Linked DNA regions of Sus scrofa: region 1 is linked to region 2. A link is a contact called in public Hi-C data. All regions are on one chromosome and are shown on one strand. Each heading gives the region's core, a stretch centred on a gene start, on an enhancer-like site or on the middle of the called end of the contact. The rest is flanking DNA. Distances are from core to core; before and after follow the strand shown. Region 1 has its middle 370 kb from the start of FAM46A. Region 2 has its middle 11 kb from the start of FAM46A.

Region 1 (6,197 bases), core at 3,486-5,985, 360 kb before region 2:
GAAACAAACACAGCAACATTAAATCTCACACATTCCTGGAGTTCCTGTTGTGGCACAGCAGAAATGAATCTGACTAGTATCCATGAGGATGTGAGTTCCATCCCTGGGCTTGCTCAGTGGGTGGGGGATCCTGTGTTGCCATGAGCTGTGATGTAGGTCCCAGGCATGGCTTGGGTCTGGAGTTGCTGTGGCTGTGGTTGTGGTGTAGGTCCTCAGCTGTAGCTCCAATGCTTCAACCCCTAGGTTGGGAACTTCCATATGCTCTGGGTGTGGCCCCGAAAAACAAAAACAAAAACAAACAAAACTCATGCTCTTCTGTCACCTGAAGTCTAGCCCACAAATGTCTCCATTGGCATTCGCTGTTCACCTCCCCACCCTACCCCCACACCATCTTGTTGCTATAGCTACTAAAGGTGTACTTTTACCTGACTCTGAGGCAAGGATCCATGGAGAGTGAAAGCCATTCACTGGCATAGTAAGGATAAGTGAGCTCTTCTGCCCTGCCTCCCTTGCCCCCAGTCACTGAAGGAATAGATCATCTGTCACTCACAAGCTACTTCATCACCAGGTCTTCATTCCAACCTCCCACTTCATTCAGGTCATCAGCTTGCAGCTTACATGACTCCTATAAAATGAGGTAGAAGTTGGAGGTTGCGAAGTCTTGGTAAACAATAAAAAGAGTTCACAGCCTCCTTTGGGTCAACATATTACCCTTTTCCTTAAGTGGTGATTCTCCTCTTGTTTCAATTACCAGTCATTGAGATTATTGCTCATGCTCCCATGACCCCAATAAAAGAAATATAAACTCACATGATCTAGTGGGTAGAGAAAATTACTAAAATGATATGAAATGAGGAGAGGTTAAGGAAGAAAGCCCATGGTTTTTCATAGAAACAACTTATGGCTTAAAGGATTCATTTTGTTACCTGTTTATTTAATTTTAGAACATTATAGTTGAAAGAGTCTCCTAGGTAACTAAATGAATTTCTTCTCTGACTTCTACCCTCTCTTTGAAAATCTCAGGATTCATGAAGCTCATATTAAAAAGCATCCCATTTCATAGAACTATTATGCTATGTATATGAACAAATAGAAAGTACATATTATATATGTATATATTATATATATAGATGCACATGCCATAGACATTTTAGAATTCCATTTCCATTTCTATGGAATATATATGATATATATATTTCATACATTAATCTATTCAATTACCTATCTCTGTCATATCTAGAGAGCAATATATTTTATCTATATAATCCCATTTAAGTCCACCACATGTATTTATTGAATGATTATAGTTAATGCACTTAATAAATATTTATTCAGCACTTAACAGTGGCAGGCATAGGTCTTGAGCACATAAATAGTCTTGGAGTCTGGTCTCAGAAAGTCCATAAGTTACAATCTAGGAGTGAAAACAGAAAATAAACATACCTGCAAACAAGGACATATATAATTAAAATGTGTGATAAATGTGAGAATAGAAAGAAACAGATAGAAAAAAAGCAGAATGGATGACCTACTTAAGTAGGGTGGTCTGTACAACTTTTTAAAAAACAAACCCCATACAAAGTATTCATTACCAATAAAAAAAAATCAATTCCATATCTGTCATAGTTTGTAATGGCTACTTGGGACTATGCATCTGTTCAAAGGTTTTTGTGGCTATTTGAGTAAGCCTTAAAACACCATTATTATATATTTTTGAGACACACAATACATTTGGTTTGAAATATGGGAAAAAATGATGGTTGCAATTATTCTACTGCCTTATGTAGGATACTGAATTTTCAGTTATTGTGTGGCATTCTTAGGGGCAAACCCATAATTGCAATCATTTTGGCTTGTCATAAATGTATAGCTATTGCCAAATGATATCAATTTAGGAAATGCATTACAAAGTTTTAAAAAGAGAGCCATGCAATTATGTGTTCATAGTTACATCTCTCAATGGTATTAGGTTTGCTAGGAATTTCCAGGCTGTAAGCAGTAGCAGTTTTCTGCAATTTTGGAAAGCCATCATTTGGTTGTCTCACGGAGAGCTTGTTCCCAATAAAATAAGATGAAAGAAACAGTATTAAGTAACTTCATCTATTTTGATTGATGAAAATACATGCACTGGATCTGATCTCTTTGCTACTGTGAAGGAGGAATGCCACAGTCTGAGTTTAATTTCACTTGATCAATAACAGTGAACCAGGCATCACTCCATAAAGAGAAGACATAAAATCACTTTTACATGTCAGTTCTATTTTATTCAACATATTCCCTAAACCAAACTCCAGTTTCAGTCTGTTATTTATCCTCTAGAAATCATTAGCTTCCAGTGGAAACTGTTATTGATTTTTTAATACATTACTATAATTCTTCTTATTCACAATTTGTATTGAATAATATATTTTCAAATAAATCTAATTTCATACAGAAACCTAAAACTAAGAATGCTATATTAAGTGGTAAGTGTACCATAACTGCTTTTACATTAATTCATCTCTAATTAAGACACTGAAGCATATGGGCTACTATACTGCATTGGTCTTATATTTGGTTTCAATTTTAACATTACATTCTCCAGACTTTTTAAAATGTGTTCAAAATAATGGCATAAGTCCTTTTTTGAGCTTCTCTTTTATGACAAACAGAGGAACAACCCAAAAGTCTTTAGACTTCTTTTATTGAGTTGTGTAATGGTCAAGGTTGCAACTATGAAAGTTTGTATAATTTATGATATCCATATAAATCAATTTTCTAAATAAAATATTGGAATGTATAAATTTGTAAAATTTTAAACACTTGAATACTGAAAAGAATGCCTGGTGTTTGTGGACCACCCTTTAAGGAAAACAGTTTGTTCCCAACAGCTGGTTATAAAGAACACGTCACACCTCAATCATTTTGGCAAGAAGAAATCTCCTCATATTTTGATTACATTTAATAGAATTTATTCATGCAATGCCCTCAAAGAAGGCAAGTATTGCCAGAATATCATCCTGGCTTCTCCAGGGGAATACATTTCAAGAAATGTAATCAAGGTGTCATAAAAAATTTATATTCTTCATTTTTCTTTTCAACATTCACTTCCTTTTTTAAAATCATGATTTCCTAATGGCCAAAGGTCATGCTAATCCTTAGAAATGCAAAAGAAAAACAAATATATCTGAATCCAACTTTAGCACTTTATTTTTTTCTTATCTACCTTCTTTCTCTCTTTTCACTTATCACCAGTGATTGGCTTTTTTTTCCCCCTTTCTTTGATATTATGGGATATTCATAGGTTAAGGTTGATGAGTAAACTTTGGTTTTAAGGCGGACATTTCAACAAAGAGGGTAGAATCCCCCACAACACTGAAGTTCCAGTGGATAGGGAACTATTAGCAAAGCTTCTAATAGTTCCTTTCATGTGAAGGGAATTCCAGTAGCAGAGGAGGAGGAAGTTGAAGCCAAGCTGTACCTTTAAAGGAAGAAACAGCAGGTGGAGACTTTCTGTGCTTTTTCCTAGAAGCCTAGCTGCCCATAGCGAGCTGGACTCTTCTGAGTTGTGTGTCTCCCATCTATACACAAGGTGAGGCTTCTCTTGGTCAGCACTGCCTAATCTAGCAACTAGTTGTTAGGGGCATTCTTGATGATAAGAACTTACTGCCATCATGAGCTAAGTCACATTCTCCCATGTCACCTTTATCAGTATAAAATTAACATCTGGCCTCATTTATCAATTGGTGGAAAATTTGAGTGGGCAAAAACAGTAGAGTTTATTGAACTTCCTTCCTCAAATTCAATATTTTTCTCCCTCATGTCTTTCTCCCTGAACTTCAACCCTACCCCACCCCAACCCTTTTCAGGAGTTTAGAACCAGGAGCCCACAAAATAGCTTCATCTGCATTTGGGAATAGCCAATTAAAGGTGTACTATTTCAAAGTGAGCTTTTGTTACCTTTCAGTACCAAATTTTCACCCACCATCTCCTTCCCTCCAAAACTCATAAATATCCCAGTTACTCTTTTTAGGCATCAAATCAGTGGAACTCTAGCCAGCCTGGCATCTTATGAAAGAAAAATATGGTACAAAAGATTACTATTGATTGACACCCTTACTAAATATTTGCTTTGCAGCACTGACCCAGCCAGCATACATTTATGTGACCTTCAGAGCTCTGGAGTTCTACCTGTTGTCATTGGCTGCTGAAATAGCAAGACCCACATACAGGCAAGTTAATCTTTATTTCGTGTGTGTGCTGTTTCTTTTCTCTTTCCTGTTCTGTTCAAACAACACCCTACAACAGAGGTAGGACCCGGAATCTATTAACACAAATATGAGACCCAGGAGAGCACAACTAAAATTGGGAGTGTGGGGCAAAACCATCCATTATGGGCTTTACAGACACAAACCTATGGAAACTGGAAGAAACTGGAGAGGCTGATTACAGGTAATAGGACTGCTCATTTGTAAGCAAAGAGCTTTCTCTCCTCACTGCCATTCATGACTCTTTGATCAAGAAGGTGGAATTCCCGTGTAGGTGACAAGAGAAGTAAGAGAAAATTCCATCCCTCTGGTTTAGGGAGATGACGGGAGAAGAAGCTAAAAGGGAAAAGTGAGTCAGAGATGAGACATTTCTTTTTGGGTCACCATCCCTCCGATGTAGGTCAGATTGAGTGAGGTCCATTAGCTATGCTGAGAAAAACAGAGCAGGGGTGAGGGAAAGTGAGAAGGATGGGGGACTTTGGTCAGCTGTGAATGTGGGACAGGGGGAGGAGACGGCCTTCTGAGTTATCTCTGCGGCAACTGGAGGCCAGACAGGAGGAAGAATACGAAAGCAAACTCAGAGACACAGCTAGACAGATAGCTGTGAGATATGAATTCACTTCCTAGGCTTTCTTCCATTCCTTTGCTGCATGCATGGGACACTGACATTCTGTTTCCCACAAAGATGAATGCACCACAAGTTCCATTTTTGTGTTGATTTTTGTTATTTATCTATTATGTGGATGTTTGATTTCTATCGACCTGCTAGCTCAGAGTCCTAGAATTCCAACCAAAGGGGGCAAACCTGGGCTTGGAGATGGTTGACAACACCTCCCTTCTCATCTCCTTGCCCCCTCTACCAAGAGGTTGCTTATCTCCATCTCAGCAGTACTGAAGAGGAAGGAATGTCCAACCGAGAGTTCTCCTTAGTCACTCTCTGGTGACTTCGGCACTCAAGGCCCAACTCTTTCTGAGCTGGGATCCCTCTGTGATCTCTAAAGGACACAAGCCCACATGTACCTTGAGATAGTTAGTCAGAGGCATGGGGAAATGTTGGTGTGCAGAGCCATTAGCCTCTTGAATTCACTAAGATGTACACGAGAGCCTAGAGTCCATCAGCTACCCATCAAACCTGATGACTCAGTGAAAATGGCAGGTGTCACATGACTATACACTTGGATGTCAGGAACCTAGCAGAACCACTTGCCAGCAACTGGGAAGGGGGTACAAACTGAAGGTTACTGAGAAGAGAATGAGAGTTCCTCCAACTTCCTATAGGCAAAGGACTTGCTCCCAAGGGCTCAAAAATGTGGCATCTCCCTTTGTCATGTTATTTTTTGACAAGCATCTTAAACATGCATAGATAAATGCCACACTCCTCATAGCACTTGGTTATCAAATACTGTGAAAATTCATTGTGAAATATCACTATCAGCTCTTTAATAAATCCTTCTCTGTTTTAAGTGAAATTGATGGAGATTTTTTTAAAAAATCAAGGAGTTTCAAAATTTTAAGTATTGTTAAAGAGGATTTGGATGATTGAAAACTCTAGTTTCTATGTGATGCACGTTTTGCTGGGAGCAGGTGGAAGTTCTAATATCTTGACTATTCCAACAGCTTCCGGGCTGGTTTCCACACTTGGCCTCCTCCTGACTGTTCTCCTGACTGTTTTCAACATAGTAGCTGGAGTGTAGTTTTTTAAAAATGTAAGTCAGATGAAGTTACTTTCCTACTCAACTTACCATGGTTTCCCAACACACAATCTTAAATTCCACCATAGCCTATAGACTTCAACAAACACATGTAGCTCCCTTGCGAATTCATCTTCTGCAGCATTTCTTCTCACTCTGTTCCCATCACATTTGCTGTGCCAGGAGCACACCAAGCAGATGCCAGTCTCAGGGCATTTGCACCTGCCATTCCCTCTGCCTTGTATTCTCTTCCCCCAGA
Region 2 (5,433 bases), core at 1,914-4,413:
CTTACAGCATCAGATCTTCAACTTCTTTGGTAATTCTAAAACTGCACCCAGAGTTCCCATCATGGCACATTGGAAACAAATCCGACTAGGAACCATGAGGTTGCGGGTTCGATCCCTGGCCTCGCTCAGTGGGTTAAGGATCCAGTGTTGCTGTGGCTGTGGTGTAGGCCGGCAGCTGCTGCTCTGATTTGACGCCTAGCCTGGGAACCTCCATGTGCTGCAGGTGTGGCACTAAAAAGACAAAAAAAAAAATTAAATTAAATAAAAAAAATATAAAACCACACCCCAAACCAGAAGCTTTAGTGTGACCCTATGTGATTCTGCAATTGGGACACTCATGAAACATCAACAACAAATTGTCATGACAGGTACAACGCCCCAGGACACGGCAGTTTGTTCCATGAGGCTTGACTGGCTAAGGACACTGATGGCGATGCTGATTGTCTCATCGGCTGTAAGGGCTGAGGTAAAGATTGCCCTTTCTACACAGGCCTTCAAAGAGCACAATGAATTTCCACCCTAACAGCCCCTACTCAGAATATGAGACTGGCTTCAGTCTTTGTACTCATTGTCTGCAAAACTTTTCTCTGAAATCCCCCAGTTCTGAGAGATGTGGCAGGTGATGAAAAAGAGATAGTAGTCTCTGCCCAGGACAGCTGAAGTCCTCCATTTACCTGGCTGCCTAGTAGGTTTGAAACAAAGAGAGCAGACCCGTGGGCACTAAAGGCATCATGCCACACAAATACCAAGCGCCTAAGCGGGCCCACTGTTCTCCACTGCGCAGGTTCAGGAACCAAGAAGAGGCTGGAAGACTTCTACCCTGAACATCCCCCTGGAGACTGTCTTTCTTCCCTGTTTGGTGCTCCTTTAGGGCTTCAAGACTGGAATTCTTCACCCGGAGATGATGAGCAGACAACCTTTCTCTTGTTTTAACAGTGTTCTGTACTATTCTTCACTGTTTTCACATCTTCTTTAAAGCTAGTTCACCTCACCTCTCATCCTGAGCCAAATGGGATCCAGTCATCTCTTCATTCACCAAAATTTAACCAGCACTTCCTACGTAGCAGGCACTATGTTGGACACTAAGAGTATGGGAGAGAATTAGACAAAGTTCTTCCCTTCATGGAACTTCATTCTGTGGTGACAAACCATAAATCAACTTATAATTTCAGGTAGAGACACATGTATTAATAATAGGCATCTCAAATTAAGATAAGGGCTAATTGGAGTAACTCAATAAAAATCTTGGAGGAGAACTCCAAGTAGAAGGATCTCTTTGAGAAAGTATCATTTCAATAAAAACAACTGGTGGTGGCAATAATAATAATGAGGATAATAAGAATAAGAATAAAGTGAAGAAAAAAGAGATGGAAAAATCTGGACAAAGAGCTTTCTAAGGAGATGGAATGACCAGCAGATGCTCTAAAGTGGGAACAAGCTTGGCTACTCAGATTCTGGCAAATTCCTTAACTTCACTGCTGCTTTGTCTTTTATTTGTTTGTTCATATCCCTGTGTCACTTTTCAATTAAGTCTGCTAGTGAAAAGGAGCCAGCTTTGTATAACTCTTTGTAAATCTTCTCAGAGTAACAAGCCAAGGGCCTGAGAAAGTAAGTATTTATTAAATGTTTTGATGATGGCAAAAGTTGTGGATTCCTCTTACCCCATGCAATCTGGGGGAGTAACATAAAAAAACAGGGACAGTTAGAAACGCGCCCTAAATAAGATCTGTACCCTGATGAAACAAATACCCAGAATGACAACACAATTTAGCTCGACACAAATTGGGAAGGGGTAAGGTCTGGGGTGCGTGGTGCACTTGAAGCAACCGAAAAAGGGACTTTCACAGCTCTGGAAATAAAAGCAGCAAAAACTAATAACTTCAAGATGACAGTTAACCAGAAGTGGTTACATAAGAAACACTCAAGAGAATTTTAATGTGCTGCACCAAATAGAATTATAAGGCAATAAAATTTCAAGGTGCATTCTACTTAAACCTTAAAGATTTTTGTGGTGGTTTTGAAAAGAGAACACAAGTGTCCAGGAGCTCAGGGGGAATTTTCACCTCCCTCAGCAGAAATTGCAAAATGTCCACCTTGATCCTTTTCCTGCAAAACAAGCAAATGGCCAGTGCCTATACAGACAGGGCCACCCATTGGGCCATCCACCTCCGAAAGCTCCCACGAAGGCATATTTCAAGGGCTATTACCCTCATTCCAATTCTCCATCAGTCCACAGGGCTCTTTATGGCACCCCATGCAGAGCTAAGCCTCGTGAGTAATTAACCCCAGGGTAGTTGAGAAAATTCATTTTCAGCAACTAAGATCTACTCGTAAGTGGAATCCAGCCTTCTAAAGGTCAATGGAGCAGGACTTTCCCTTCTTTTGGGTCTCAGAGTTTAGCACAAGTATCAACACTTAAAAAGCATTCAGCAAATATTTAATGAATGAACCATGTTTCAAAGACTCTGCTGCTATGGGTGCTCTCTGTGCATGCAGTGTTTAATGGTATTTAAAGTTAGCTATTAACAAGTTATAAAGTGTTCTGGACTCCAACTCTAAAGTAGGTAGCTTTTTCAGCCTTATTTTGTAATCCTATAGGGGCTGGGGAATTGCCTGATAAAATATAGGACTCTCAGTAAAATTTGAACTTCAGATAAATATAGATTTAGTATAAGTGTGTCCAAAATATTGCATGGGACATACTTATACATTTAAAAAAAAATTATGGTTTCTCTGAATTTCAAATTTAACTGGGCATTGTGCATTTTTATTTCCTAAATCTGGCAACTCTCATTCAGCCTTTAGGCCTTGAATGTGATTAAATTTGTTTCTCTTCTCTAATAATTGGACTCTAACATGCAGCTATTTTAACACCTTTTATTATTCCCTGTTAACATAAAGAACATATGAACCATGACCTTCTTTACCTCATTTGAAGAGATCTACAGGAAGATACTCCAGCCCTTATGCAATTCCAAATCAATGCACAGCATGGCGTTATCCATTGTGCCTAGTGCAGCTCATTATGTCGGAATTTGCTAAGAGAAGAAAAAAAAAGAATAGGGTTTCAGCTGTTTTCTAATGACATGGCCAGATGATGCCACAAAATCTTGGCATTACTGATAAGTACACACTGTGCTGGAAAATCAATAGTTTCTGAAGGGGATTCTGAAGGGAACTTTCCATTATGGAGGTTAGAAAGAACTTAGCCCCACACTCATAAAATTCCTGCTGTCAGGGTGCTCCATGTCCCTCAGCAAGAAAGCACATGATTTGTCCTAACTTCATAAACTACAAAGCTGGAATCACTGCTTTTAACAATTACCAAGGGCATCAGTTTTTGAAAACATAATTTTTAAATGATTTTTAATGCCAGGGATTGAACTGAGAAAGTAAATTTAAGAACAGGTGTCACTTCAGTTTAAGAAAACCTGATATACTGAAAAAGTTTAGGAAAGCGGATACATTGTGAAAGTGGTTGTTTATATTAAATTATAATTCATGCCAACATTCCATGAAATATTAACCTCCCCAGCATTTAGAAAAAAAGGTAGTAGTTTCCATTGTGGCCTAGTGGATTAAGAATCTGACTGCAGTGGCTTGGGTTGCTGTGGAGGCACAGATTTGATCTCCAGCTCTGCTCAGTGGGTTCAAGAATCTGGTGTTGCTGCAGCTCTGGAGTAGGTTTCAGCTGCAGTTGGGATTCAGTCCCTGGCCTAGGAACTTCCACTTCCATATGCTACAAGTGGGACTCTGTGTGTGTGTGTGTGTGTGTGTGTGTGTGTGTGTGTGTCTGTGTGTGTGTGTGTACGTACATACGTACGTAAGTATGTATGTAATTTACTCCCTTGCAAAGAGTTCCTAAACAACTTGCCAGGGTTTTCTGTATACTTGGGCAATGAAAATGGAATTTTAGTCCCTTGTTCATTTTAGAACTCCGTGTTTATGAATATCTACACAATGGTTTGTAATTACATTCAGTATCCCCTTCCTTAAAACACTAATATGAATTCCTCCTGTCTTTCCATAAAAAAAAAACTACACTTGCCTATAACTCAGCTCTCTTGAACCCTCTTCCTCTTCCCCCAAACTTGTAGATGAGTCTTGCCTAAAGCTTTGTAGTAAAACACATCATTTTATTTTCACTCTTTCCCATGCTCTCCTAACATTAAAAAACAAACAACAACAACAAATAACTTCACTCCTATTATTTTTACAATTGAAGTCACTTCCCTAGAAATAGCAGAGCAGGATCACTCAGTCTTCACTTTTTAATAAATATTTTATTTGAGAATAGTTTTAGATTTACATAAAAATTGTGAAGCTAGAACACCCCCCCACACACACCCACCTTCCCCATGGTTAATGGCCTACCTTGGCATGGTACATTTGCCATAACTAATGAACTGATAGTGAAACATTATTATTTCCATAATACAGTACTTTATTCAGATTCCCTTAGGCTCTACCCAATGTCCTTTTCTGTCCCAGATCCATCCAAGCCATAACATTTAGTTGTCCTGTCTCCTTAGGCTCCTCTTGGCTGTGGCAGTTTTCAGATTTTCCTTGTTTTGATGACTTCAGGAATACTAATTAGTCTGTTATTTTATAGAACGCCACTCAAATTAGATTTGTCGGATGCTTTCCTCTTAATGACTTAGTATGGGAGGGAGATAGCAGAGGTGAAGTGGCATTTTTCACCAGGCCCTAACAAAGGCATCTGTTATCATCATGATTTGTGGCAGAGCCATGATCATCTGGCTTAGACGGCCTGTCAGGTCTCAACCCTAGTTACTCTTTCTTTCACCCTCTTCCATTAGATAGACTTTGGATGGAAGTCACTACGCCCAGCCCATGCTTAAGTGGTAGGAATTCATCTCCATCTCCTAGAGCATAAGGATCTACATGGATTATTGGGAATTCTGCACAGGAAATTTGTCTCTTTGCCTCATTTATCTATTTATTAAATAATCTATTTCTATCTACGTGGACCTATGGATATTTTATACTTTGTGTTATAATTCAATACTACCTACTTATTTCGTTGCTCAAATTGTTCCCACTTTGGCCCTTGGAATTCTTTTCAGATGGCCCCTATCCTCTCGACATGACTCTTATCATTGTGAGTTTTCTTTCTTTCTCTTTCCTTCTTTCTTTCCCTTTCTCTCTTTCCCACCTTCCCTTTCTTTCTAGCATATCCTTGTTTCCTGGAACTATAAGATGTTTCAAGTTCCTCTGGTACAGTCCTTGCCCTGGCCCTTGATCCAGCCATTTGTCAAAGGAGACGTGCTTCCTTTATTTAGAAAACAGCATTAGAAACCAAGACCTAGGTTTTGCTGGGTGAAAGCCACTGGCATTTTAATCACCAGAGTTCCCTTGTGGCTCAGTGGGTTAAGGATCTGGTGTTGTCACTGCTGTAGCTCAGGTCCCTGC

Evidence for each region. A called contact is a pair of places that touch in the nucleus more often than the background predicts.
Region 1: a Hi-C map of liver shows a contact between it and region 2, with 2.5 times the contacts expected there. The contact joins two enhancer-like sites. A contact is called at or near these places in 2 of 47 Hi-C or Micro-C datasets (both in liver).

What each region holds. Positions count from the first base shown.
Region 1 is chr1:84,911,954-84,918,150 of Sscrofa11.1, reverse strand. No RefSeq gene overlaps it. Among named protein-coding and RNA genes, the nearest start is that of FAM46A, 370 kb to the right of the region's middle. Within about 2 kb of position 4,735, at least 3 of the 83 cell types and tissues checked have an H3K27ac peak or open chromatin away from gene starts, as enhancers often do. A contact at or near this core is called in liver, where this site is marked.
Region 2 is chr1:84,553,816-84,559,248 of Sscrofa11.1, reverse strand. No RefSeq gene overlaps it. Among named protein-coding and RNA genes, the nearest start is that of FAM46A, 11 kb to the right of the region's middle. Within about 2 kb of position 3,163, at least 4 of the 83 cell types and tissues checked have an H3K27ac peak or open chromatin away from gene starts, as enhancers often do. A contact at or near this core is called in liver, where this site is marked.